Regions from separate parts of the Mus musculus genome. Here regions 1 and 3 are each linked to region 2. Evidence: chromatin contacts called from public HiCAR-type and Micro-C data. All regions are on one chromosome and are shown on one strand. Each heading gives the region's core, a stretch centred on a gene start, on an enhancer-like site or on the middle of the called end of the contact. The rest is flanking DNA. Distances are from core to core; before and after follow the strand shown. Region 1 holds the start of Lmx1b (LIM homeobox transcription factor 1 beta). Region 2 holds the start of Lhx6 (LIM homeobox protein 6). Region 3 holds the start of Lhx2 (LIM homeobox protein 2).

What was found. A called contact is a pair of places that touch in the nucleus more often than the background predicts. HiCAR-type assays count read pairs that join an accessible place to other places.
Region 1: a contact with region 2 is called in a HiCAR-type map of embryonic stem cells, with 9 times the contacts expected there. The contact joins the promoter of Lmx1b here to the promoter of Lhx6 in region 2. A contact is called at or near these places in 1 of 39 promoter capture datasets (embryonic stem cells), 7 of 484 Hi-C or Micro-C datasets (embryonic stem cells and epiblasts) and 3 of 115 datasets of contacts at active chromatin or transcription factors (all in embryonic stem cells).
Region 3: a Micro-C map of embryonic stem cells shows a contact between it and region 2, with 12 times the contacts expected there. The contact joins the promoter of Lhx2 here to the promoter of Lhx6 in region 2. A contact is called at or near these places in 4 of 39 promoter capture datasets (cranial neural crest, embryonic stem cells, frontonasal cranial neural crest and 1 more), 27 of 484 Hi-C or Micro-C datasets (LSK cells, cerebellum, differentiating embryonic stem cells and 6 more), 8 of 115 datasets of contacts at active chromatin or transcription factors (embryonic hindbrain, embryonic stem cells and stem cell-derived neural progenitor cells) and 1 of 9 other capture datasets (embryonic stem cells).

The regions. Positions count from the first base shown.
Region 1 is chr2:33,639,663-33,643,781 of GRCm38.p6, reverse strand. It overlaps Lmx1b (LIM homeobox transcription factor 1 beta), which reads left to right and starts at 2,684. Exons shown (of 8, transcript NM_010725.3): 1 at 2,684-3,340; 2 at 4,107-4,119. The coding sequence starts at 3,184. It overlaps Gm39790 (a long non-coding RNA gene), which reads right to left. Exons shown (of 3, transcript XR_866136.3): 1 at 3,835-4,119; 2 at 3,552-3,712; 3 at 3,311-3,403. C130021I20Rik (Riken cDNA C130021I20 gene) reads right to left here and starts at 2,589. Exons shown (of 3, transcript NR_046275.1): 1 at 2,438-2,589; 2 at 2,181-2,306; 3 at 1-1,655.
Region 2 is chr2:36,101,361-36,105,676 of GRCm38.p6, reverse strand. Lhx6 (LIM homeobox protein 6) reads left to right here and starts at 1,617. Exons shown (of 9, transcript NM_001083126.1): 1 at 1,617-1,783; 2 at 2,149-2,331; 3 at 2,698-2,819. The coding sequence starts at 1,715.
Region 3 is chr2:38,349,651-38,353,570 of GRCm38.p6, reverse strand. It overlaps Lhx2 (LIM homeobox protein 2), which reads right to left and starts at 2,263. Exons shown (of 5, transcript NM_010710.4): 1 at 1,678-2,263; 2 at 58-260. The coding sequence starts at 1,797. It overlaps Gm27197 (a long non-coding RNA gene), which reads left to right and starts at 2,831. Exons shown (of 2, transcript XR_374289.3): 1 at 2,831-3,920.

The DNA of each region.
Region 1 (4,119 bases), core at 1,435-3,934, 2.5 Mb after region 2:
TGCCGACAGTTTCGGCAGCCTGACCCGAGTGGGCCGGGCTGCGCAGGGAGAGGCCCCCAAAACTCTGAGCCTTGGAAAACACACCAGCCATGCATCAAATGGGGGGGGGGCTACAGGTGTGCCCTCGGTGCTGAGACCTGGCTTCAAGCACTGCAGAACGCGCAGCAAACACAGTCAAAGGTCCAGACCCGGTCTTAGATGCCAGCCAGAGGATCAGGGAAACCTCTGAAGCCGGGCCACAGGGGCCACCATTCAGCCAAAGAAAAACGGAGAGGAATGGGGTAGAAATGGACAGGCACAGGGAGCGTGGGGGAAATGGGAGGGTGAAGATGGGGGTGAAACACTGTGCGATTGCTTAGAGTCCGAGGTTCGTCTTTAAGGTTTGAGACAGAGAAGATTCTTTCGACTCAGCCTGAAGGAGATGGCGAAGCTCCGGGCCTGGAACCAGGGCTTTCGGTGCCCAGCAGTGGTTGCAGAGACACACTATGGCCAGCAGAGGGCGGAGTGCACCCGGTTGGGCCGCTGCTTCTGCGAGCGGTTCGGTGCCTCCCGGCTCTGCACGCCCCAGCCTTTACCCGCTCGGCTTCTTCCCGCAGTAACGCGCCAGGGCCCAGATACCCAGAGAAGGCGGTCCAGATCCAGGCCCAGGCCTCTGCCCAACCTCAGGGCTCAAGGCCTTAGATTTTTCACACTGGGTAAAAACAAGGACGAAGGGTGGGTGAAGAAAACTCTACATCCACATACCCATGCTCCTGGATACACAAAGGCGCCGAGAAATACACAGAACACAAAGCCACAAACACAAAAACCCCTGGGCGACACAGAACAATTCAGGAGCTCCGGGGCAAACAGAAACACAAAGGTAACTCAGAGACACACTTATAGAGAAAAATCTACCAGATTCGCTAAAGGGGCCGAGGCGCATACAAAGGCGTAGACATCTTCACTATCTACACCTTCACGAGGACACACACAAAGACGTGTAAAAAACATGACATAGAAGCACGAGAGACGTGTACCGAAAACACACACACTCATTGCCTGGAAAGACGTAAGGACACACAAACACAAAATGTATGTGCACAGGAATACGGGTGCACACGTTCTCAATAGCTTCCGCGAGGCGGGAGCGCGGACACACACAGACACACTCCGATACCCACCGACACACACGCAGGTACTGGGGTGGGGCGGTGACCGCTAATCCTCCACAAAGCCGGGCCCCTCCGGGGGGCCCCCCCAGCACAGGGGGCCACTTCTGACCAAGCCTCCCTCAGGCTCCAAATCTGATCCGCCCTCTCGCCTCTAGCGGGGTCAGGGGACCCGCCCTCCGAGCCCTCCATCCCCTCCCGGCTTCGCGCCGCTGCTCCACAGCCGGAGGGGCCAGGGCCGCCCAGCAGCAGCTCGCAGGGGCTGTTAACTCCTGCCCTGGGACCGCACCATCCCTCCTGCTATTCCAGGACGAAACCCGCGCGGGAGTGGTGGGGCCGAAGGTACCCTGTTTCCCGATGCGACGTCTTCTAGTTTTCTCGCGGATGTCTGGCCGGATGCACCCAGGAGTCTCCAGCTGCGTGCCGCTGGCCTTGCGTTGCCCGCTGTCGAGGCCCACTTTGCCAAGGGTGGCCAGCGCTCAGTCTCTAACCCTGGCCAGGTCCCTTAGCCACAATGAAAGGGCACCGATTTCAGAGGTCACACAGATTTCCTTAGAACGACTGTACCCATGCCGTTCCAGGCCTCCACCCCTAGATCTTGAGGACACCACTTCTTACCTGCCCCTCATACTCCAAGCCTTGGGAGGCCCAGCCTTCGCCCACTGACCCCGGCCGGGAACAAGATATCTTTCCGAGCCCTGTTGACCCTCTTAACACTCTCTTGGTCTCAACCCGGGCCTGACCGTCCTCTTTCACCCAAGATCTCCCATTCTGGCTATGAGAGCCCCCTCAACTCATTCCCCCGCCCTATTTCTGCCAGGCCTGGGCTTTTTGGGACTACTTACTCAAACTACAGCCCTTACACCCCCTCCCCAGGTCAGGGTTCCCTTTGGCGAGTCCGGGGCCAGCGGTTCTTGCTTACATTTGATGTTCCCCATCCCTCGACCCTAGGAGCCCTCTCAGCACACCAGGCTGTCCGGTGCAGGCCCCGCCTCCCGAGGGGACACCAACTCAGACCCTGCGACCTACCTTAGACTACGAGTCCGGGTTTGGGCCAGCCGCTCCCGCCTGGCGCTGTCCCCTGGAGAAGTCGCTGCGTTCCCCGCCGTCCTCACAGTCTGGCCTCGCTTGGGGCCACTCCTCTGAGCGCTGGAGCTTAAAAAAAAAACAACAAAAATATTAATAATAAAAAAGGCAAGAAAGAAAAAAAAGAAAGCCTGATTTCCCCAACTCCCAAATCAATTTTTCAAGAGGGGTGGGGCACAGGATTTGTTTCGATGGCTAACCAAACTTCTGCCAATGGTGGACAGGATGGTCGCCTGGATTCAGGGCGCGGCACGGGGTGCAGGACGGGGGCTAAGGGAGCCCTCCCGCAGGGAGGGGGGGAGGCGACGGCACTATTTGACGTGGAGCAGCCGGCTCATCCCGGCGCAGTGATACGAGGCGCACCAATGAGTTCAAATGTCAGGAAGTTTGAGGAGGGGTGAGGCGGCTCGGGGCCGGAGTATCCCTCCGCCGCCAGCCCCAGCTCTAAACCGAGCGGCTCCTCGGGCGCACCATGGCACTGGAGTAGTGCGGGGAGCGCGCCTGGAGCCCCGCGGCCTGCTGCGCCCCGCCCGGGACCCTGCTGCGACGCCCGCGCCCCCCCAGCCCGCGGGGCCGCCCCTGCACCCCCGCCCCCTCCCCCGCCCGCCGCCGCCGCCGCCGCCTCCTCCTACTCCTCCGGGCGGCTCCGCGTGCCGCCCGCTGCTGCAGCCGGGACCCGGGGCTGACAAGCAGGTGACAGGCGAGCAGCGAGTGCGCGTGGCTGCGAGTAGCCGGTAGAGAGCGGCGCGCGGGGCTGCCAGCCGCCCGGGCCCTCCCGCACGACGCCGGGGCCCGGGGCCAGCGCGCCGCCGCTCCACGCTCGCCCCGGGGCAGCGGGCGGCCCCGACCCCGCGGGCGCCGCGCCTCCCCGGCTGCAGCGGAGCGGGCGGACGGGCCGGAGGGTGAGCGGCCCAGCCGGCGGGGTCCGCAGCGCGCCGGGCGTCCCATGGATATAGCAACAGGTCCCGAGTCGCTGGAGAGGTGCTTCCCTCGCGGGCAGACGGACTGCGCCAAGATGTTGGACGGCATCAAGATGTTGGACGGCATCAAGATGGAGGAGCACGCCCTTCGCCCCGGGCCCGCCACCCTGGGGGTGCTGCTGGGTGAGTGCTGGGTCGCAACGCTCGAATAGTGCGGGTCAGGGGGTAGGGTTGTCCGTCGTGCCGCTGTGGATACCGGCGTGAGGGGCAAAGAATAAAGAAAATAGGTTTTCAGGACGTGGGGAGGGGGTCCGGACCCCTGGAATGACCACCGGAGGGGTAACAAGCACACCGAGACAGAGCTCCCTGAGGGGAAAACGTTCAGGGACGTCACCTAGACAGAGGACTGAACAGCCTCAGCCGTCACTCACACCGTCCTCTCCGGGTCTGGGTTCTAGTGCTGCTACACTGGACTGAGCTGGGGTGGGAAGCGGGTGGCAGGGATGCTGGAGAACCAAGTTGTCTCCTTAGAGCCCGGGAGAGAGGCCAGGTCACCTGGGGAAGGGGAGCTTTTAGAAGAGAAAACTATCCCCGGGTCTATCCCAACCGCGGTTCTTGGGGTAGAAGGTTCCAACAGCATCGTGGGGCGTGTCAGCCAGCGAGTGTCCTGGCCTCACCTCGCTGGTTGGGTTCCAGCCGGCCACCCCGCGCGGAGCTCCTTCTCGTTGGTAATAACACCATCCGCTGGATCTCCGCGAGCGGGGAGAGCGCAGCGCCCAGCCAAGGCTGCAGGCCCTCGGCCTCACGGCGCCCCAGCTTACGGAAAGGAGCGTGCTGTCTAGGGCTGCCGGGTCTCTGGCTCGCCGGCTGGGGTCCTCAGGCGACGGGAGGCGCTCCGGGGCTGGGCCAAGCGGCGCTGACGGCCCGGCTCTCGCCCTGTGCGCTGCAGGCTCCGACTGCCC
Region 2 (4,316 bases), core at 368-2,867:
TGTGTCTCTCTGTGTGTGTATGTCTCTGAGTCTCTGCCTCCTTTGGAGTGTCTCGCTCTTCTTAGCGGGGAGGGGATTGGTCACGCATGACTCATCTTGAACGGAGCGGGGCTCCAGCGGCAGGGCGGTCGTCGCCGCAGCTGGAAGGGGAGGAGGACAACGAGGAGGGAGAACAGGAGGAGGAAGAGGAGGAGGAGGAAGAGGAGGAGGAGGCGGCAGCCGCAGAAGCAGCTGCAGGGACCTCTCCAAGTTTGTCGGGACCTTCTTCAGAGGCAGTGGTGCTGGCAGCCAGGGAGGCCAGGACTGCGCTCAGGCCGGGGGCGGGGAGCTGGGGCTGGGCCCGGGGCGGCGGGGCCGGAGCCTCGGTTCTCCAGCTCTCCCAGCAGCCTCTGCCCCCAGGACGCCCGAGGCCCCACTCTGCGCCTCTCTTCGCACTGCGCGCCCACCGAGCCCTCCCGCTCCCGGGCCCATGTACTGGAAGCATGAGAGCGCCGCCCCGGCGCTGCCCGAGGGCTGCCGGTTGCCGGCGGAGGGCGGCCCCACCACCGACCAGGTGAGCAAGCAGGCGAGTGGGTGAGCGTCGGGGATCCTGGGGCCAGCGGGAGCCGGGATTCAACCGGGCCGGGTCGGGTGGCGGGCGGCAGCAGGAAGGAGGGGTGCTGAGTGAGCCCGGGAGAGTGTGTCTGCAAGTGTGTGAGCGTGCGAGCGGGCAGGCGGGGGTGGGGGGTCGCGGAAAGCGGGAACACATTATGCAAATGTTGGAGGAATTTCTCAAAAAGCGATTTAGCAAAGACATAGGCGAATCAAGAGGAGGCGAGGCCAGTATTGTCCGTCTGAATAGACGCTGATAGCGCCGATGCGCCAGAGGTTGTGCCGGCGCAACGCTGAGGATCTCGATGAGGGGCCGGTCCCGGGAGCTCCAAGAGTCTGGAGGGTTCTCTTTCCTCCTCCAAGAGGCCTCTCTTTTCTCTTTTTGGCCTCATTTCACTCGCCGATCTCGCCCTCTTTGGCTTGGGGCTTCCCTTGAACTGGCCCTCCAAAGGCGTTTGAATCGGTGTCAATATCCCCGCTTCAATTTCCCGGCGCGCGTCGAGCGGGCGGATGCTCCTAGCGCTCTGGGTTTTATTTTCTCAACCACCACCACCACTACCACCACCACCACCCCCATCTCCTTTTTATTTTCTTTCTTTCTCTCTTTTCTCCTTTTTGCATTTTGTACCGAGAGTAGGAGAAGGGAGGGGGCGGAGGGAGAAAAAAATTCGATTTTTAATTACTACCATTAAAAAATCAAATTTGCAATTCTTTGGGCGGCCTGATGGATCTCACTGATTGACAGTTGGAATTGACACTCTGGCTACCTCTTATCTTGGGCATTCACGACAATTTCTAATTGCAGGTAGTTTGTGTGTGTGCGCGTGTTTTTTTTCCCCCTCAGAGGCTTGGATTGCAAAGGAACTAAGCGATTACTTCAAGAGCCACGGGTTAAGTGCAGGGAGAGGGGGAGAGAGAGGGAAAAAAACCCAATCCAAATTCAAATTGCTTCATTAGAGAGACACCGCTTTTGTGGGGAAGGGCTTTAAATGCCCACTACAAAGTTAGGACTCATTGTTCAGCGCCGGTTTATATAACAGGCGAGGGGAGGCGCTGGGCTCTGACAGCTCCGAGCCAGTTCAGCAGCCGCCGTCGCCTGCATTCCCTCCCCCTCCCCCAGGTGATGGCCCAGCCAGGGTCCGGCTGCAAAGCGACCACCCGCTGTCTCGAAGGGACCGCTCCGCCTGCCATGGTGAGTCCTTTCGGTCCTGCTTTCGGCCCCGAGTCCCCCCAACAGCACAGGCCAGGGCTTCTGGCTCAGCCTTCCGGCTACCAACCTCTACCCCTGCGCTGGAAAACTGCCGATAGGAGCCGCCTCTCGTTGAGCCTTGGTTTTTCTGGCCTGGAATGTGAGCTTTGGCTGCTTCCTGCACCCAGGATGCGCTGTGTTAAAAGTTGGGGGCCGTCCCTTCTTCTCCAATAGGTCCTTTCATTCTTGTACTCCAGCCTAGGGCGCGACATCCCTGGCACATTTCGGTGTCAGTCGGTGCGCGAGGAAACCAGATTCAACTCTGAGTACTCGGCTAAGCGCTTCGCTGTTCCTCTCTCCCATTTCAGGCTCAGTCAGACGCAGAGGCCTTGGCAGGCGCTCTGGACAAGGACGAAGGTAGAGCCTCCCCATGTACGCCCAGCACACCGTCTGTCTGCTCGCCGCCCTCTGCTGCCTCTTCCGTGCCGTCTGCCGGCAAGAATATCTGCTCCAGTTGCGGTCTGGAGATCCTGGACCGGTATCTGCTCAAGGTGAGTCAGGGTAGGTGTGCCTGCTTGCCCACGGGTGTGGTTTGCAGCCCCAAGAGCTGTAGGGAAGCAATGACCTTGCCAGGTCCATTTTCCTCGGCCTCCCAATCCAACCGCTAACCGATCGCGCAGCTTTGGGCAAGTGTTCCCAAACAGGAGGTCTCCTTTTGCCCCGGTTCCAACAAGAGAATGCAAGGCTGTATCTCAATTTCCTTGAGCCTCTCTGTATTATAGAAGAAAAGTAGGGAAGCCATACGCCCCTTCTGAGCTTCAGTGTCTCTCTGTCTCTGCAAATGAGGCTGGGGAGGCTGGGGGCGGGCGTGAAAGAGGCCCGCGCCAAGCCGACCCCCACCTCTGCCCCCTCCCCAGGTCAACAACCTCATCTGGCACGTGCGGTGCCTCGAGTGCTCCGTGTGTCGCACATCGCTGAGGCAGCAGAATAGCTGCTACATCAAGAACAAGGAGATCTACTGCAAGATGGACTACTTCAGGTAGGCAGCGGCCATCCCGCCAGCAAGCGCTGGAGCATGAACGCCTTGCACACGCGTGCCTAGGCCACTTGTGTGGCCTGTGCTCTCCAATTCCTGAGCCCTGCTGTTCAGAGTGCACAACGCGGCTCAGCGCACTGGCCCGGCCCTCCTACTCAGCACGTCTTACACAGAAGGGAGCGCCAGTCTCAGCCTGAGTTCTGGCGGGGGATCTGCCTCGGGTTCCTCCGATCTGACAGGCGCTGGCCACGGGTCTGGTTCCATCTCTGGTCTTTTCTGGCCCCGAGCACCAGTGTGTTCTGTTGAGCTCTGATGTCCGAGGCTCTGGCCCGGATCATTCGGATCCCGGTAACCATCCCGTTCCATCTCTAGTAAGCTCAGCTCTGGTTCCAACTTGAGCTCCAGTTGTGCCGTACGTAGCCTGTCCTGGGAGGGATCCTGAACTAGGCTCGGGACTCTCCTTCTAGCTTCGCTCTGCTTTCAATTTTGGGCTCAGATCTGCTCCAGCCCCAAGTGCCAACGCCACATCTGACTCCAGCCCTAGCTCAGATCCTAGTGCTTAGTCCTAAGCACCAACATCGATCAATGCCTTCGCCTCGACTCTTGCGGTGGTCGCTGTTTAAATCTGGAGTCACGCCTTGACCCCAGGCTCCCGTTCCTTCCACTGCTGGGACACCGTTTCTGCCCAGGCTTCAGCTCTGCCTAGGTCTAGGTTCTAACTTTGGGCCTCCAGGACTGGCTCTCGGAGAGTCGTGTTGCATTTCACTCACTGGGCTGTATATACTCTGCGCCGCGGTGCATAAATTGTAAATCCTGTTCACCGTAGCTCACAAGCTATCTTCCCTGGTTTCATGGTTCTGCCTGTCCCTAGCCGCTCAATATCTTGCAGGAGCCTAGCTTCTAGCCACGCAGCAGACGCCTGCTGACCCGGTCATGGGGTCTAGGTCAAGGCAGTGCCTAGGGGCCTCTGTGAATGATCTGCCAGACCTAGGCAGGAAGCCGAGAGTCTGCAGGAGAATGGTGTAGAATTGGTTCTTCAGAGAAAGAAGCAATGCCTTCTTCTAAATGCTTTCTCCGGAAGTGGAGAAAGTTACCCTGTGGTATACATTTCTACACACACACACACACACACACACACACACACACACACACACACACACACACTTCTTGGAGAGAAGTTGTGACTCAGTCTTCCGGAGAAGACCTCAGCCCCAGAAAACTTTTGAGTCAGGGAATGTGTGTGTGGTGATCCTCACTCATGCTCTTTGAAGCTCCAGGGCCCTAGAAAGAACTCTGTGAACCTAGGAAGAAGTGAGTTAGAACCTAGGAAACCAGGAGAAGCATGGTTAGGAGGCAAGCTCTTCATGTCATGGGGATAGGGTACTCTGCCTGCCGATCCTAGGACTCTGTGATCAAAGAGCATGTGTGTCTATATGGTTTGGAATCTGCAGTGGCAAGGATGTGTTACGGAGCAGGAACAAGGCACATGGACAGTGGCTA
Region 3 (3,920 bases), core at 1,014-3,513, 2.2 Mb before region 2:
GGAGGTGGAAGGTGTGGGTCCCTGAAGGCCAATGGGCAGGGTCTGGGTAGGATCTACCTGTAGTAGTCTTCTTTGCAGTAGATGCTGCCATCCTTGCTGAAGCAGGTGAGTTCCGACTCCAGGTTGAGCTTGCATTCACAGCACTTGAGGCAGCGCATGTGCCATTGCTTGTCTACTGCCAGCAGGTAGTAGCGGTCAGAGATCTTGCCCCCACAGCCAGCACACAACGCTGCCCGGTCACTGCTGATGGACGGCATGGTCTACAAAAGGAGAAAGACAGAACACTGCCATAAGGGACAGCCTACAGCTATGCTCCCACCAAGAAAACTCTCCCTGAGCTCCTTCCCTGGCCCTGGTTATATCTGAATCCGCCTAGAGGACGGTCTAACTGGGCAGCCCATTTTCTCCATCTACCAGGCCCAAGCTGCACAGCTCAGCTCCAGGCAACCACCGAGCCAAGCCGCTGCAGCAACACTTTACAGTTCTAAGTTGTTCTCAGGCCTTAGGTCTCCCTATTCCTGCCCTCGTGCCCTTGCCCCAGGATATCCTCACAGCGGTTAAGTATTGGGACAGAGGGGTCTCTTCCCCCAAGCTCTCCAAGGGAATTCCTCAAAGTGTTTATTAAAGGTGCTGGGCCTCAGAAAAGAACCAAGACAGTAAAGTAAGGTGAGTATTAAAAGTCTTCCTCCACCGGTACTCCTCTTCAGAGGCAGCAGGGTTCCTGGCCCCAAGCCTCAGTAGCCTCTTGATCCTTAGACCAAAGGTTCAGCCCAGGGCAAGTCCAGCAACTTCTGGTTCCCGCTTGGGTCTTGCGAGTAGGTTAAGTGGGATACAGGGCGACCTTCCAGGAGGGTGCAAGGCAGGCCCATGTGAAATTTTTTTCCTAATAAAACTGAGCAGCGGAGGTTTATCCGGAAAGAAAGGCTTAGGGGAAACCCGGAGGTCACGGAGCTGTGGCTCTAGAAGGGAGAAACTCGGGCCAGGCTTCCCACCTCCTCGGTCTCTAAAGGTCACTGCAGCCGCTGCTTAGGCAGCGTCTGCTAGTCTGGCCCCGGGGGAGGCTATTTGGGGCCGGGACAGCAGAGCCAGGTACAGAGAACCTAATGGAGTCTCCTTCCGCAGAAGCCAGGCCGGTGACTGAACTCCGAACCATTGCCTGGCCAAATCTAGCCAGTTAGGAACACGGGTCACGATCAACGGAAAGTGCTGGCCCAGATGTCGCAGGGCCCTGAAACTGAGCTAAGGAGAGAATCCCAGACTGCCAGAAGACTGAAAGCGATTCAAACCAGCTAGGGCTTCCACCGGTTCTCCCTTTTCCCGAGGCGTCGGCGCCAGCACCAGGAGCAAAGTAGTGGAGAGTCAGGTCTGTGGACCGGAGCGCCTCCGGGAGCGGAGAGAAGAGAGTGGCCTCCACTTCCACTCCCCTTCCACTTCTAGAACAACGTTCTCCTCCACCCTCGCAGTCCAGATCTGGGTTTCAACCTTGACTCCCTCCTCCTCTCTAGCAGCTGAGTTTCCCCTGAGTCTGGTGCCCCGGGCCTTGCACCCTGTCCGAGGATTCCCCAGCCTTGGTCCCGTGCGTCTCGGAGGACTCTACCTAAAGTTCGGGGAACAGAGGCGCTGGCTGGCCCCGCCAGGTCCCAGCTCTCAGCCCCAACTCCACAGCCGCGCGCCTACCGTCTCCGTGTCGCCGCGGTCGATGGCGGAGCTGATGGCCGGAGCCTCGCTCTTGGCCCTGCGGTCCATCTCGTCGATGACCCCGTGCACCTCGGGGCCCGACAGACTGTGGAACAGCATCGCGGCGGGACCGGGGATGCGGCTGCCCCGAGGAAGGGCTTGCCCCCCGCCTCAGCTGCCTGGCGCTCCCGGCGTTAACCGGCCCAGTGCATCGCCACCGCGGCCCCGGCCCCGCCCGAGCTCGGCTGCGCCCCCAGGCTGGGCTCCGGGCCGCGGGCGCCTGCGGGCCAGGACGCCTCCCGCCGAGGCGTGGGGGCAGCTACATCGCGGGGCGCCTGGACGGCGGCGCCGAAGCCAGGGTCACAAGGGCAGGGGGTGAGGTGGGGGCGGGAGACCAGGGCAGAGGTCGGCGCCCGCTGTGGGCGCTTTCACGCCGCAGGCATCGCTAGCTGGGTTCTGGCGCCCAGGGCGCAAATCAGGGGCGCAAACTCTGCCCCAGGCGGCGGTGGCTGCAGTCGGGGTTCACCCAGGAACAGCTAGGTGCCCGCGGCGGCCCAGATGCCTGCACGTCTCTTCCCCCCGGGGTGTGTTCCCAACCAAAGGCGAACTGGAGTAGGGGGTCTCCGCGAAGCCTGCGAGCTGAGCCGAGCCACTGGGAGAATTGAAGAGGAGGAGGAGGAAGAGGAGGAGGAGGCGGCGGCGGAGGAGGTGGAGGAGGAGGAAAAAGGAGGAGGAGCAGAGTGGGAGGAGGAGCCGACGGCCGCGGGCCCAGCCGCGCGCAACGCTACCCAAGCGCGCGCCGAGCTCAGCCTCGGCTCTGCAGTCCGCGCCAGCGCAAGCCTCCGCGCCTTTTCTACAGCCGCGCCTGACATCACGTCCTGCCGCCGTGCCATTGGCCGCCCGCCGCCCCAGGCCTTGGCAGCGCGTGCTCCGGGAAGGCGGGAGACCCAAAGGGAGGGGAAAGGCTAGAGGAGGAGAGGAGCGGAGAGAGGAGGTGGTGGGAGCTGGTGGGCGAGGCTGGAGGAGGAGGCGCAAGGGAGGGAGAAGGGAGAGCGCGGGGTTTGGAGTTTTCTAGGCTGCGAACAGTTTCCTGTGTTTCTTCAGGAAGAAAAATTAAACCTTTCCTGGAGTCTCTGTCCTAAAAAAGCGCTGCCAAAGGATGCTTGAGGAAGTCTCCATTCTCCCCCTTGGCCTCTGGAACCTGGGGTTGAGGAGGGGCAGAGAAGACAGACCAGGAGTACTGTTTCAAGAGCCTTCGGCTGCTTCCCGCCCATCTGGGCTTCGGTCTGGGGCGCTACTCTCTGCGCTGCGTTTAGCAGCGCAGCCCTCCCGGGGACCAGGCGCAAGTGCCACCAGAGCAATGACTCCCAAGGGTAGCGGGCCGGCCAGCATATCCTCTCTTCAAGTGAGCTAGGGACTATACTGCCAGGCGTGTAGCTCCTGGATTTCTCCAAAGCTCTGCAGTCTGGAGGCATGTCTTTAGGAACTCAGAAAAAGAAACAAGGAGTCCATAGCTCTCTCCCATGTACGTGCAGTGTGATCCGGAGACAGTGACTCAACCTCCTTTACAATGTTTGACTTTCTCAAAGGGAAACAAGAAGGCCCCCTCCTTTTAGGTGTTTGGGTGTGATGAAAGAAATGAGTGGAAAATATATAGAGCATAGTAGGCACTCAGCGAATTTCTTAATCGCTCCCTCTTTTTCTTTTCCTATTTGGATCTTCTCACTCCGGGATATACTTGGCAGTTCTTAAAGACCAGAGGCCTATTCTCTTCCTTCCTATGGGGTACTCCATCCCACTAGCTCTCCCACTCTGGACCCACCCTGCCACCTGGTTGCACAAGAACTAACAATAACATGGCCTGCCCAGCAAATCCCAACTGCCAGCCCTGAGTCTCGTGGCTGAACCCGGGGCAATGGCTAGGTGTCTGGTGGAACAGGAAGGGATTCGGGAAGAAGAAAAAAAGAAAAGAAAATGTGATTTGGGGTGAAAAAGAAAAAGGGCAAGACAGTTACTGAAACTCCTTTCTAGGTCCGTTTTACAAGTTGCTTTCTTTCCATGTGATAGTGGGGAGAAATGAAGTCTGAAATGTCTGCTTGCCTGGCACAATTAAAGGGAAGCCAGGACCTCTGTAGTTTATCTCACAGGACACACAGTTGAGGCAGCATGAAGTCATACTTTTTACATAGTGTACATAACTTTTGCTCACAAGTAGGTGTTGCACTGGTGTTGCCTAAGCTCGT